Linked DNA regions of Mus musculus: all the other regions are linked to region 2. A link is a contact called in public Hi-C data. All regions are on one chromosome and are shown on one strand. The core of a region is the stretch at or near the end of the contact, and the rest is flanking DNA. Distances in the headings are between cores, read along the strand shown.

The links. Hi-C and Micro-C count contacts between places; a contact is called where the count stands out from the background.
Region 1: a Hi-C map of uterus shows a contact between it and region 2. The contact joins two enhancer-like sites. A contact is called at or near these places in 8 of 484 Hi-C or Micro-C datasets (the C2C12 cell line, the HPC-7 cell line, nephron progenitors and 1 more).
Region 3: a contact with region 2 is called in a Hi-C map of uterus, with 6 times the contacts expected there. The contact joins two enhancer-like sites. A contact is called at or near these places in 1 of 39 promoter capture datasets (hippocampal neurons), 3 of 484 Hi-C or Micro-C datasets (bone marrow-derived macrophages and uterus) and 1 of 115 datasets of contacts at active chromatin or transcription factors (embryonic stem cells).

Annotation. Positions count from the first base shown.
Region 1 is chr2:115,607,893-115,611,969 of GRCm38.p6, reverse strand. All of the region lies in intron 1 of BC052040 (cDNA sequence BC052040), which reads right to left. Among named protein-coding and RNA genes, the nearest start is that of BC052040, 28 kb to the right of the region's middle. Within about 2 kb of position 2,464, at least 32 of the 459 cell types and tissues checked have an H3K27ac peak or open chromatin away from gene starts, as enhancers often do. A contact at or near this core is called in the C2C12 cell line and uterus, where this site is marked.
Region 2 is chr2:115,763,179-115,767,379 of GRCm38.p6, reverse strand. The region is part of intron 10 of BC052040 (cDNA sequence BC052040); the gene reads right to left. It overlaps Gm52524 (a long non-coding RNA gene), which reads left to right. Exons shown (of 3, transcript XR_003953890.1): 3 at 1-701. Among named protein-coding and RNA genes, the nearest start is that of Gm52524, 12 kb to the left of the region's middle. Within about 2 kb of position 2,244, at least 45 of the 459 cell types and tissues checked have an H3K27ac peak or open chromatin away from gene starts, as enhancers often do. A contact at or near this core is called in the C2C12 cell line and uterus, where this site is marked.
Region 3 is chr2:115,562,135-115,566,223 of GRCm38.p6, reverse strand. No RefSeq gene overlaps it. Among named protein-coding and RNA genes, the nearest start is that of Gm39911, 13 kb to the right of the region's middle. Within about 2 kb of position 2,388, at least 7 of the 459 cell types and tissues checked have an H3K27ac peak or open chromatin away from gene starts, as enhancers often do. A contact at or near this core is called in uterus, where this site is marked.

The DNA of each region.
Region 1 (4,077 bases), core at 1,215-3,714, 160 kb after region 2:
CAGGTTAGAAAATGAAGACAGACAATGCTAACAGCACACGACCAGAGTCTAAGACTGGGGTGTCTACAACTCAATGCTGGGACTCCAGGTTCTTGGGATTCAAGGATCTTTCCTTCAGATACTGAAATAATAGAGAATAACAGTGTGCAGTTAAGCCAGAGAGATTCTAGAAGGGTTTGGGCCATGACTTTATGCGGCTAGTGAGATGGCTCAGTGAGTAAAGACTCCTGCCTGGCCACCTGAGTCCAATCTCTGGGAGCCACATGGTGGAGGGAGAGAACCAACTCCTGTGTTATGGCTGTCCTCTGACCTCTATACATGGGATGCAAAGTGAACGAGTGTGCACATTCAGGCAAGTACATATATACATACATATAAACAGAAATACACACCACACAATATAGTAAAGTAAGAGAAAAACAATCATGAGTTTATTAAACCCTTCAGACTTAAGGACTTAAGGAGGCCATGAACAAGACTGGGGGTGAATTCCAATTTCAAACCAGTTTTTTTCTTCCTCTGTTTTTCCACTAGAGACTTGTTCCTTAAAGCAAGCAAGCTCTTTTACTTTACATCTGCCTTGCTCACGGTTAATTCTCACAGTGATGACTTAGTAAAGAATGACCTTCCTCCTCGTTACCATTCAGACAGCCTCAAAACAAATGCACATCTACGTTATGAGAAAACCAAGAAGCCTTCCCACTCCCAAGCAGAGAATAAGCACTCACGGTGACTGCACGTGAGAACACAACAGAAGCCACCACTACAGAGAAGGCTCGTCTTTGGAACGGAGATGACAAACAGTTAGATTTGAAGCTTCACAAACCTAACACACTGTTAACTGTCATAAAACTTTTAAGGCCCAAAAGTTTTGGCCAAACCAAAAACCAGGGAGAAAAACCTAGTATAAGGTGGCCTTCGTTGGCACTTGAGAAAATGATAATATCACAAAGTTGATAACAATCCAATATCTTTTTTTGAAAAGATATCAGAAATTGATAAAAAGGTTTTGTAGGGGAAAAGACTATGGCCAGACTATGACTACAGATGCTCCAAAAGGAGCACTGTGATCTCACTCACCCCTCGGTACCAAAGTTAGTTACTTCACCCACATCAACATCTCTGTAAACAGTCTCCAGAGAGACATAAGGGAGCAATGAAAGCCAGCCACATCTGACTCTTAACTCAGGCAGAAATGAAATGCAAAGCCAGGAAAGAGGCCTGAGGTGCTGCAAAGTGCCCACCTCACAGAAAGGCTGTACAAGTCACCAGCTATCAGTTTCAGTGAGTCATGTGCTTTGAAGCGGCTTAGGAAGTGATGGGAACCTGGGTGTGTCCAGTCACACTCCGATGTACAACACAGAGAGAGATTCAGTCTGCTAAAATGCAGCACCTTCCCCTTAGTAATCCAACAAATGTTTATGTGCACGTGGGCATCCGTGCTTTCCCAAGCGTTGTATCTTCCAACAGTACTATGGGCTGATGGTGTGGACTGCCTGCCCAGCATATGCAAGGGCCTGAGTTCAATCCTCAAAATGAGGAAAAGATGAGAGAGCATTACATCTGTTAAGTACTAAACACAGTATGCCAGAACTAAAGGACTCCAGTCTGTCTGTGTCAGGATAGACTGGAGCTGTTGTGTTCTGTGAGAACAGATTCTCTGACTAAAGCTGTATATGCATTTCCAAGAAGTGATAAGCAAACTACCATCTCCCTGCCCCCAGCAAACATATCCTGCTATCTTCATAGCAAGTTCTTCAGAATGTGAAAGGGGTCTTGCTAAACGGTGGGATGCTGATAATGTGGGTAGCAAACGCCTACAAGAATGAGCAAGAGGCATCTTGACTCTTATAACCTTGACTTTGAATTTAGTCTAAAACTTCTATACATTTTTAGTGGCATGTGAGAACAGATGATGCTGTAACAGGAGAAAATGGCAACATTTAAAATTCATAGTAGTACAAAACCATTACTTTTCCCTCTGGGCCCTTTGAACTTTAATAATGTCTGACCTGGTTGGCCAATAAGTTCTAAAAGCAGACAGAAGAAAATTGCCAATATTAGGTACTGCTGGAATGATTTCTCATTTAGAAAGATGTTACAAGTCCTTTTAAAAACAGGTCACCAATTTTGTGGACATTTAATTTCTTGAGGGAGTGGCCATAAAAAAGGGCAGATATCTTTGCCTAACACAAGATAAAAATCTAACTAAAATTGAGACTTCATATGTTCCAACTATCCCTACACATAAAGTATGGGCAAGTGCGCCCCCCCCCCCCCACATACACACACACAGAGTTACAAGTGAATCAATCCAATTGAGTGTGGTAAAAAAAAAAAAAAAATTAATGTAAAAGAAAGCTATTCCTTTTTTCCGTAAAGCAAATAGCACAAAAGCCAGTATCTTATTAGTCATCCAAAGGAGACAAATCACTAACTGCAAGCATTTAAAGGGCCTAGAGAAGCACACATTCATACTGTTTACATGACATAGTTGAAATGATTCATAAAAGCACAATTTGAGAGTCTACCTTGACTTAAGTCACTTAAAAGAAGTAAAACAACAGAAGAGCAAGCAGTTAGATGCTTCTTCATGACACTATTCCAAGTAGCTGTCCGCGTGCCCCTTACTTTTTTTTTTAAACTTGTGCTCCAAGGCACTTGTCACCTGCTTTGTCTTCAATGCAAAGACCTGCTTGCCAACTGCAAGTTTCCCACATTACCTAATGCTGTGACCTGTTTTTTTCAAAGTACTTACAAACTACACAGCAACATATCTTAGTTTTGAGTCACCTGAGTTAATACTCAGCCAGGAAAGGCCCAGGTGCACACCCTTCTCAGAAAAGTCACATTTCTAAACTGAGTCAGACATTAGATGAGGTTGTTTCCATTTCACTTATTTAATGTCCTTCCCAGAGTCTGTAGAAAACTTCCTTTCGGAGATCTGGCAGGGAATCACCATGGCACTAAAGCCTTTTCGTGGATTGCTTGTGATCTCCACTCTACCTTCACACAGGCAAATGAAAACTGCAAGAGTGGAAGCAACTCGCCCAGACCCATGGCACGAAGACTGTAGTAAAACACAGGCAAGGGCCAGACCTCCTGGCCTTTCTGAATCCTTAGACACGTGGCCTGGGACAGAGATGGGACTCTACCCAATGCTCACCTTGTAAGTAGGGTCCATTCACGACCACATGTGATAGCTCACACTTTTAAAACCATGGAACTCGGATGGTTCAGTGGATGAGAGCACTGACTGCTCTTCCAAAGGTCCTGAGTTCAAATCCCAGCAACCACATGGTGGCTCACAACCACCCATAATGAGATCTGACATCCTCTTCTGGTGCATCTGAAGACAGCTACAGTGAACTTATGTATAATAATAAATAAATCTTTAAAAAAAAACAAAACAAAACAAAACATGGAACTCAGTTCAGGTTTTCCCCTTTTAAGTTGATGACCCCTGGCTCAGTACAATTTCAATTATGGTTCAAGATCCCGCTTCTTTCATCTGTATGTCTTTAATTACAGCAGTTTACTAGCAACTCATATCAAAATATCATTTAGTTTACATGACATGATCAAGATATATTTATATGCATAATTTTAAAAGATAAAATTAAAAATACAATACTAAAACACTAAACTAACTCTTTAAATTATATTCAAGAAACTTCTTGCCAAGTTTTTTAAAAATATTTAACATACTGTCTAAAATAAAAACAATTTGTAAAAAACATGCTAAATAATAAAAACTTTAGCCAGGCAGGGGTGGTGCATGCCTTTAATCCCACCACTCAGGAGGCAGATACAGGCAGATCTCTGGGAGTTCCAGGCCAGCTTGGTCTACATAGGGAGCTACAAGTCAGCCAGGAGTACACAGTAAGACTCAAAAACTAAAAGTAAAAAGTAAAAATAAATACATTACCTACAAATAAAATAAAGTAAAATAAAATAAAGAGTAAGGAAAGACCAATTAATGGCAAAGAAGTTGGTTGTGATCCTTTGGGCCATTTTTTTCCAGAGAAGTGAAGATCCAGATGGAATGTACTCCCTCTCGAATTGGGGTCACATGAA
Region 2 (4,201 bases), core at 995-3,494:
ACTTGTATTGATTAAACAAGTTGTACTGAATAAAATCTTGGTTCCCAGCCCAAATCTTTGATTTCAAATCATAGTCAAACAACAACAAAAAATCTTCTAAAAAAAAATGGAACAAAAAATGAAAATTAGAAAAAGTAAAATTCTGCGAATCATACGCATGATACATATGAAGACCCACACTTTCTGTTCTCCTTCTGAGGAGCTGTGTGGGGTCTATCTATCTTCTGAGGATGTGTGCGGACATGTGGTTGTTGGACATGGCCTGTTTCCCAGTCCAAGAGACCTGCATGTGGTTCTTATGAAGACACTGTTTTCAAACACATAGTTCGGGATGAAGGAGAAATATAAAACATCTTGTAATTGTTTTAAAATAAACTCTTATGCCGTTTATTTAGTTTTTAATCTGCATGTTGTAGATTGGCTGTGCACTTGTTAATCACTGTTGTATGTATCTCCAGACAGAGCTGTAAATAACTTTTCAGTCCAAGTGAAACATGCCTGCATGTGTTTATGTGGAAAGTATGTGTCCTTAGGCCTGTGTGTAAATATGTGTACAGTGATAACAGATTAGCGATCATGTAATATAACATAATAAAGTCTGCCACTATGGTCAATTTAATACACAATGCAAATATCCCTTTTCACAGTATCTAGGAATGAAATAAAAATACAATAACTTGGTTCATTTCCTTTTTTTTTTTTTTAGCTCAGCAGGATCATGATTGTAAATTGAAATAACAAAAAAAAAAAAAAAAAAAAAAAAAAAAAAAAAAAAAAGAACCTAGCCATGGATTTTAAAAATACAACTTCATGCTAGGCCTACTAGTGTACACTTGGAATCCCAGCACTGGGGCAGTGGGAAGAAGTTCACGGTTTTAAGACTAGCCTTAGATTCACAATAAGTTCAGGGGTAGCTCGGGATATATAAACAGAATGACAACAAGAAGACACCCTAAAGCCAAACCAAAGCAACCCTAAACTTCCCTCACAAAAAAGAGCAAAAATGACAACTTCATCTTCTCTACGCAACATATTTTCTATAAAACTTAAAAATAAAAAAGTAACTAATATGCTGATTCACTTCAGGCTGTCACGCCACACAGAAAATAAACAGTCCTTTATATGGAAGACAAGCCAAATCCATATGCAAACACCATCCAAGTGACCCGAGATTCTCCTGCATGTTTCCGTAATTAGACATTGCCAAGTCCACATCAGATTATCTTGAAAAATGGCACTATGTTTCTTTGTACTATGCTGGATATTCTTAGATGCCATATTTGGGGTCTTTCTAACTAAGTTTTTTTCCCTCCTTCGACAGAGGAATAGAGCAAAAGAAGATATTCTTGGATAGATGTTTACTTCTAGCCTGGGCCAACTCCTCTGAACTGACCTGACAGGAATGTATACATATATGCGTGCATATTCAACCTGTAGAGTAAACAACAGGGCAGTAAAGAAAAGGTTTTCTCTTAAAGTTACATACAATTTAAGAATGATGTTGAAGAAAATCTATCTCCACTTAAATGGGCATGTACTTTATTTAATATATCAAATGCAAAAGGTTTCACAGGAAAAGAATAATTATATCAATGATGTGTTATTTGGCAAGTCTATCTAGAAAAGATGAGTTTTCAAATGATGTATTTATTCATCTCTTGGTCCCTTTAAATTTCCCACAATGCTTCCATTAGGGCTGGAGAATGAAGAGTGGGGTCAGGGTTCCCAAGAGACAGGAAACATTGGGGTAGAATCTTCTGAGATGATTAAGGTTGGTGAAGGTACAGGCTGGTATATTTCAAACAAGGATACCAGGGATGGGAGACAGACACACCCCTGGATGGGAAGAATTTGGCATAGCAGCAGTGGGGCAAGGGGAGAAAAGGAAACCTTCGAGATTCACATTGGGCCAAGGTCACATCCACTTTGAAAGCGCCAAAGCACCGAGAATGAGTGAATGCTTCAGGAGCACTTGGGTGCAAATCACATCTCACCACCTAGAATTTATTCCCAGCCTTCTTCCAAAAGTTGGGGGTGGTTTACAAAATTGGTTGTGTGAATTATTACATGTTTTCTCAGTTATTTCCCCAGGGAAACACGCCAAAGGCAAACCCATCATTTCAGCTGATTTAGTGTTTGGTGTCAGAGAATTCATAATTGATATGACAGGCATAATGGATAGTGATCACTGGCTTGGCAAAGCCTGGGCTGACTACCCACAGCCACACTGGTTCCGACTACTCTGCCCACCGACTCGCTCTGGTAAGTCCTGTGGTTATTTCCCAACTTCTGCTGCCCAACTTCCTGGATATGAGAGATGCATTTCTAAATAGTTGATTACATAATACTGCTTATGCAGTTTCTTCCTTCTCATGTGGACTTTTATTGTCAGGACTAGGACAGACCGAGTTTCTTTTACTTTGACTCAGTTCGCTAAAGATCACAGGGTAACTCAGAGTTCAGTGAGACATTTATCTCAAGGCACTAGGAGATTTATAGGTTCTGAATATATAAAAGTCTGCTTTAAAAAAACTAGAGTCTTCATCCCTGGCAAAGTCACATAACTGAGGGATTAAGGCTGATGTGTACTTGCCCTATAAATCTATCACTAGGCAAGTGTGATACAAGGCTTCAGGTATGCGAGAGCCCAATTTGCTCTAAATGGGTAGTTAAATTGTCTCTTCTTTACAGCAAGTATTTCATGATAAGGAAAATCTCTTTGGATAAACAAATCATCTCTCCGCCCCTACAACACCCCCAAATAAAACTGTTCCATTTTCCATCATGGAAGAAAATGTTGGAAATGAGAAAAACAAATTAGAAGCCAAGAAGAAAAGGATCAGGTAAGTGAAAGTGAAAAAAATTCATCCTGCGCACATACACACACACACACACACACACACACATACACACACACACACACACACACACACACACACACACACTCTCTCTCATATAAATAATTTTGATAGCTATCAAACTTAAACTTTTAGAATAGAAGCTGTCTGAGGGTCGCTCCTATTTCAGGGCACACAGGACTTAGTCGATGTTTATTTAGTTGGGTGTGAATCTGCAAATGCATACATCTGTGTAAGGCCCTGCACACCTATCCCCCAAGTCAACCCCCAACAACACTTTTGCTAATAAGTCTACCGCACAGGGACGAGAATCTGTCTTATAAGAGCAAGAGAATAAGCCTTGAATTAAAGCCACATTGTCCTTGTCTGCACGCTGTGAATGCTGGTAGGTCCCTGTGTTTTGTAGAGTGTCCTGCCATGGTCTTTGGCCTGGGAGAAACCAAAAGTACTAGTCCTGAGAAGACTCCTGTTGCAGGCTTTTGTTGTTAGGACTTGTGGGAATTAGTTGTTAAGAAGCAAAGCAAAGCAAAGCAAAGCAAAGCAAAGCAAAGCAAAGCAAAGCAAAGCAAACCCCCAAACCCCCTGAAGCCGGTTGCTGCACACAGGTGGTTTTTAGTTCCTTTTAAATACAATCAATCTAGGGAGGCTTTTGTTTACAGTAGCTCTTATCTAGATGATAAGGTTGTAAAAACATCAGTCAAAATGAAGTACCACTGTTCCCACCAGTTTTATTTTTATTTCCCTTTCCAAATACCTTAAGGTGTTTAAGATGAGTGAAGAGATATCAAACTATTACAGTGAACAACTTGCCCTCCTTGAACAACAAATCCGATCCTGGAATACTGCCCCACACAGGTTGGCAGAGGTCTGCAGACCTCAGAGCTTCACTTTTCAAAGCAATACATAGTCTCTCTCCCTCTCCCTCTATGTATGTATGTATGTATGTATGTATGTATGTATGTATGTATGTACCTACCTTCCTACCTACCCATCCATGCGTGTACATGCCTATATGCACACCAAGTTGATCTTTCCAGTGTTTCCTACAGAGCTTTTTAAAAGAAAATTGTATGGCTTCTATATCAGAACCTGTCTTCTCCCATAAACAGTCATATGCAATAAGATGTCAGAAGAGAAATAAAAAGAAAAGGAATGCAAAGAGGAATGTGAACTTGGAAGGTCAATTTTATTGCTATAAAACTTAAGTTGGTGAAGGTTCAGGCTGGGTAAGATTCTTAAAGGTTTAGCTTAATTAGTGCTGGAGTTGCAGGATGAAGCCATGAGCCAGGGATATTACCGTGAAGAGGGACACTGCTGAGGGGCTGAAAAGACCCACCTGGGTA
Region 3 (4,089 bases), core at 1,139-3,638, 200 kb after region 2:
TCTGCCTCTGGAATGCTTAAAGAACTTTATTTTTATTTATTTTTCACTCTTCTCTATTTATTCTCAACTCTAATATTTTTATTCTTTTTCTCCTTCTTGTGTCCTGGTTATCTGTCCTCTCTTAATTTCTTGACTTGGGAAGTTAGCTCATTGACAAAAGGTCTTATTTGATAACACTGTTTGCAGTTATGTATTTCTCTCTGAACACTGCTTTTCCTATGTTTCCTAAATTTTAGCATGTTTCATTTCAAAGTATTTTTTAAATTTTCTTTTGTTGAAGAGGGGAAACTGATGTAGAGGAGAGATGTGAACTTCAAATTTACAGAGGCCTAACTTTGAGTATGGATAAAAATGACTTTGGTGCTTAGGGGTCTTTGAATGGATGTGAGAAAGGACATAGTTTTTCCATATTACACATGTAGACCACAGAGAAAGTCTTGTGCGCGCCCAACTCGACCATCAAGAACGACGCTGCAACAGGAACCTTCTGCACACGTTTATTGGGAGAGCTTGATTGCAGAGGCGAAGAGACCCCGAGCCCGGAACTGGTGCTGCTTATATAGGCCTAGGAGAGGCATGTCTCACACCCGGATTGGTTATGCACTAAGCCTCATTTGCATGTTCCTCATCTGATTGGCTACTCTCTCTCTCTCTATACCTCACAGAGCCTCATTATCATACCTAATTTACATGTCTCACATCTGATTGGTTATACTCTCAAAGCCTCATTATCATACCCGAGCCAGGCAGTGTCTTTGCAAAAAACTTTACTGCATATGTACACATTGGTTGTTTGTCCAAACTTATGTGTGGTGGCCAGCAGTAGTCAGTGCCACTCTGCAACGGCACATGTGGCTTCCCACAAGAAAGGAATGGGTTTGACCTTAACCAAAAGCAACATAATGGAATGGTAAGAGCTTTTAAAAATCTATTCAAGGGTAGATTTCTTCTATTCAACTTGTAGCTGATTTATGTCTTTAATTTATTGCTTTCTCATCAACAGTGTGAAAATTAGACACACTTGTTGGATGAAAGGTGATAATTCCATAGAGTGAAACATGGCAACATTTTGCCTAGAATGTGATTCTAATTCCTCACCGAGGAGCAGAACCACACTCATAGAGCCCAGAAAGATAAGCAGGCTGAGAGGCTACTGATGCCACAGCTTGCTTGCTTTCTTTCTTTCTTTCTTTCTTTCTTTCTTTCTTTCTTTCTTTCTTTCTTTCTTTCTTCCTATTTCAATTTAAAAAAAAAGTTCATATGTCTTTCTGCACAGATGTCTGTGCACCAGATGTGCACCAAGTGCCAGTGCATGTCAAAAGAGGGCATTGTGTTTGTGAACCATTATGTGGGTGCTGAGACTCAAATCTGGGTTCTCTCCAAGAATAGCCAGTACTTTCAACCACAGGGCTGCCTCTCCAGCCCCACTTTCTTTTTCCTTTATCACAGTTATTATGCAGGCAGTACACAATTAGACTGACTAGTGGAAGGAGCCCCATTCTGTTGGACCATAATATGGATTGAAAAGATAGTGTGGCTTCCCTCATTAAGACAAGCTATGATGTATGACACTAATTTCCTGAAAATAAACAAATAGTTACTAAATTCTTAATTTCCCCTGCTCTAGGTTCTTAATGAAAGTTTAACTTTCAATAACTGAAGTCTTCAAGAAGAGCAAAAATCTACCAGGTTCAACCACGTGCTCAATATTGTACTGCTCTGGGGCTGGCCAGGTGGCTCAATGGTTAACAGCATGAAATTCTCTACTGGAAGACCTGAGTTCAGTTCCTAGCATCCATGTGGGTAGTTCACAACTGCCTCTATTTCTGGTTCCAGGGCATCTGGTGCCCTCTTTTGGCTTTTGCTGGTACTGTGCACCTGCGTGAGTGCACACACACACAAAGAGAGAGAGAGAGGGAGAGAGAGAGAGAGAGAGAGAGAGAGAGAGAGAGAGAGAGAGAGGAAAAGGAGAGGACATAGAGAGGCACCACAGAGAAACACACAAAGAGACAGAGACAGAAAGAAGATAGGTATATACATAATTTAAAAATAAAAATTAACAACAACAACAACAAAAAGCTGCAAATATCTCTAAGCCCCAGCTAGTTCTCCTTTCCTTGCCTTTCCTTTATTTTCAATTCCATCTTCCCCATCTGGACCAGGTCATTCCCACCTGTAAATCTTTATAGTGCTTTGTTTATACTTTTCTCATGGCTTCTACACTTTTCTGTGAGTCATAAGGGCTATTTGGGCCCTTTTGTTGTTTCCCTGAGTGGATAATAAATTCCTGGAATTTATTCCTTGAAAGGAGGGACACTAGCATCCATCACAGTGTCCATCAGGACTGATTTTGGCCTTGCACAGTAGGGATGTTTAATTACTTCACAAAATAACGAGGCTGAAAATAGATGACAGTTTAACGACTTCTTAAAAGGCCCAAGTCCGATTTTCTCTTTACCATACTTGGTGCATTAGATTTTTATTTTCTTGCTTGTTAATTCACAGTTGTAAGATGGCTGTCCCAGAAGCAGGCATCTGGTTATTGTTCAAGACAAGAAGAGGGCAGAGAGGCAGCACTGCTGAGTCATCTGCTCATGTCTTCCCTTCCTTACAAGACAGAAAGGGAATCTTGCATAGAGAGTCTGATCAGCACCTCGTTCCATGGCTTCAACCCGCGTCTTTTCTCCAGAGTATGACTCAAGTTTCCACATGTGCTCAGTTTCTGCTAAAGAGATTTTGACTTTGGTCTTGGTGGAGGTTGTTTTGCTTTTGTTTTGTTTTGTTTTGTTTTGTTTGTTTTGTTTTGTTTTGTTTTCTGTGGCAGGGTCTTACTAGATAGCCCAACTGACTGCCTTAGACTTTACTGTGAATTCTAGGCTGGCTTCAAATGTGCAGTCTTTCTACCTCATGTCCACAAGGTCTGAGAGTACAGGTATGGTCCATCTCAGAGCATAACGCTCAGCTTGCCAGAACTGTAACTGAAGACTTGGACGGTCTCTATAAAGCCTTCCCAACACTCACAGTCTCCTGGATGCTAAACAAAGAACCAGAAGGCAGGCTCCTCACTTGGATGCCGGGGATCCTAATCCAGAGGAGTGTGGCCTTTTCCTCCTCACCTTCATAGCACCAGGAATTTAAACTCATGCCTCACCTCAACAAAGGTACAAATTTCATGATAGGGCTGACCTTCAGGAATGCTTACAGTCTGTCATTCTGTCCACTGTTAAGAATATGGACACTAACAGCCTCCCTTAGCTTCTTTTGTGACAGACAAAGAAGACCATACATGATCCCCATGGAATTATTACCTCCATGAGCGTCTCTGTCGATAGATGACTTTCATACCCAAGCACATGTTTAGTTACAGTTCTCAGGGTGTCAACAATAGGTTGATTAAACCTTAAATATGTTTCAGGTGAACACCATTTCACCCCGTACTTCAGTACAAATTGTGAGTCAATTATTTATGAGTGGAGCCCAATTTGTTTAAACCTCATTGACCTTTGATACAGTTATGACATATGTCTTGACTTGATTCTCCCCTCTATTGATTTGGTCTGGAAAAGGAAGACAAGAGGTGAAGTGGCCCCTCGGGGTAAGCTGAAATTGTAGGTTACAGCCATGTTAAATTGCTTTAGTATACTTGGTGTCCTTTGGAGTAGGAAAATGAAGCAATAAAGTAGGTTGATGTGAGTAATTCTTGTTTTTAAAAGGACCTTGAAGTGCTCTTAACAATATCACGGATTTGATAAGATCTGCTTCAGACTTCTTAATTTAGAATGAACATAAAGATGGCAAAGCCAAAGGAATGTTGAAATACTGGTGCTGTGCTAACAGCATCTAAGCTGGGTCCATGGGAGATAACTGGTGGGAATGCCTCACTATTGTCTGCCATGCATGGGGAAAATAACACAGCAGTCACCAACAGGAATTTCCTGGGGGGCATATCCAGGTGTACAGAATAGTTAGAAGGGCTTTTGCTCATTATTTACATGCCATCAAGTTCAGGCAGTGCTCAAAGTTGAGCAATTTTTCAAAATTTAGAATGTTAATTTTTGTGACAGCTAAACCTATTAAACCTGAATGTTC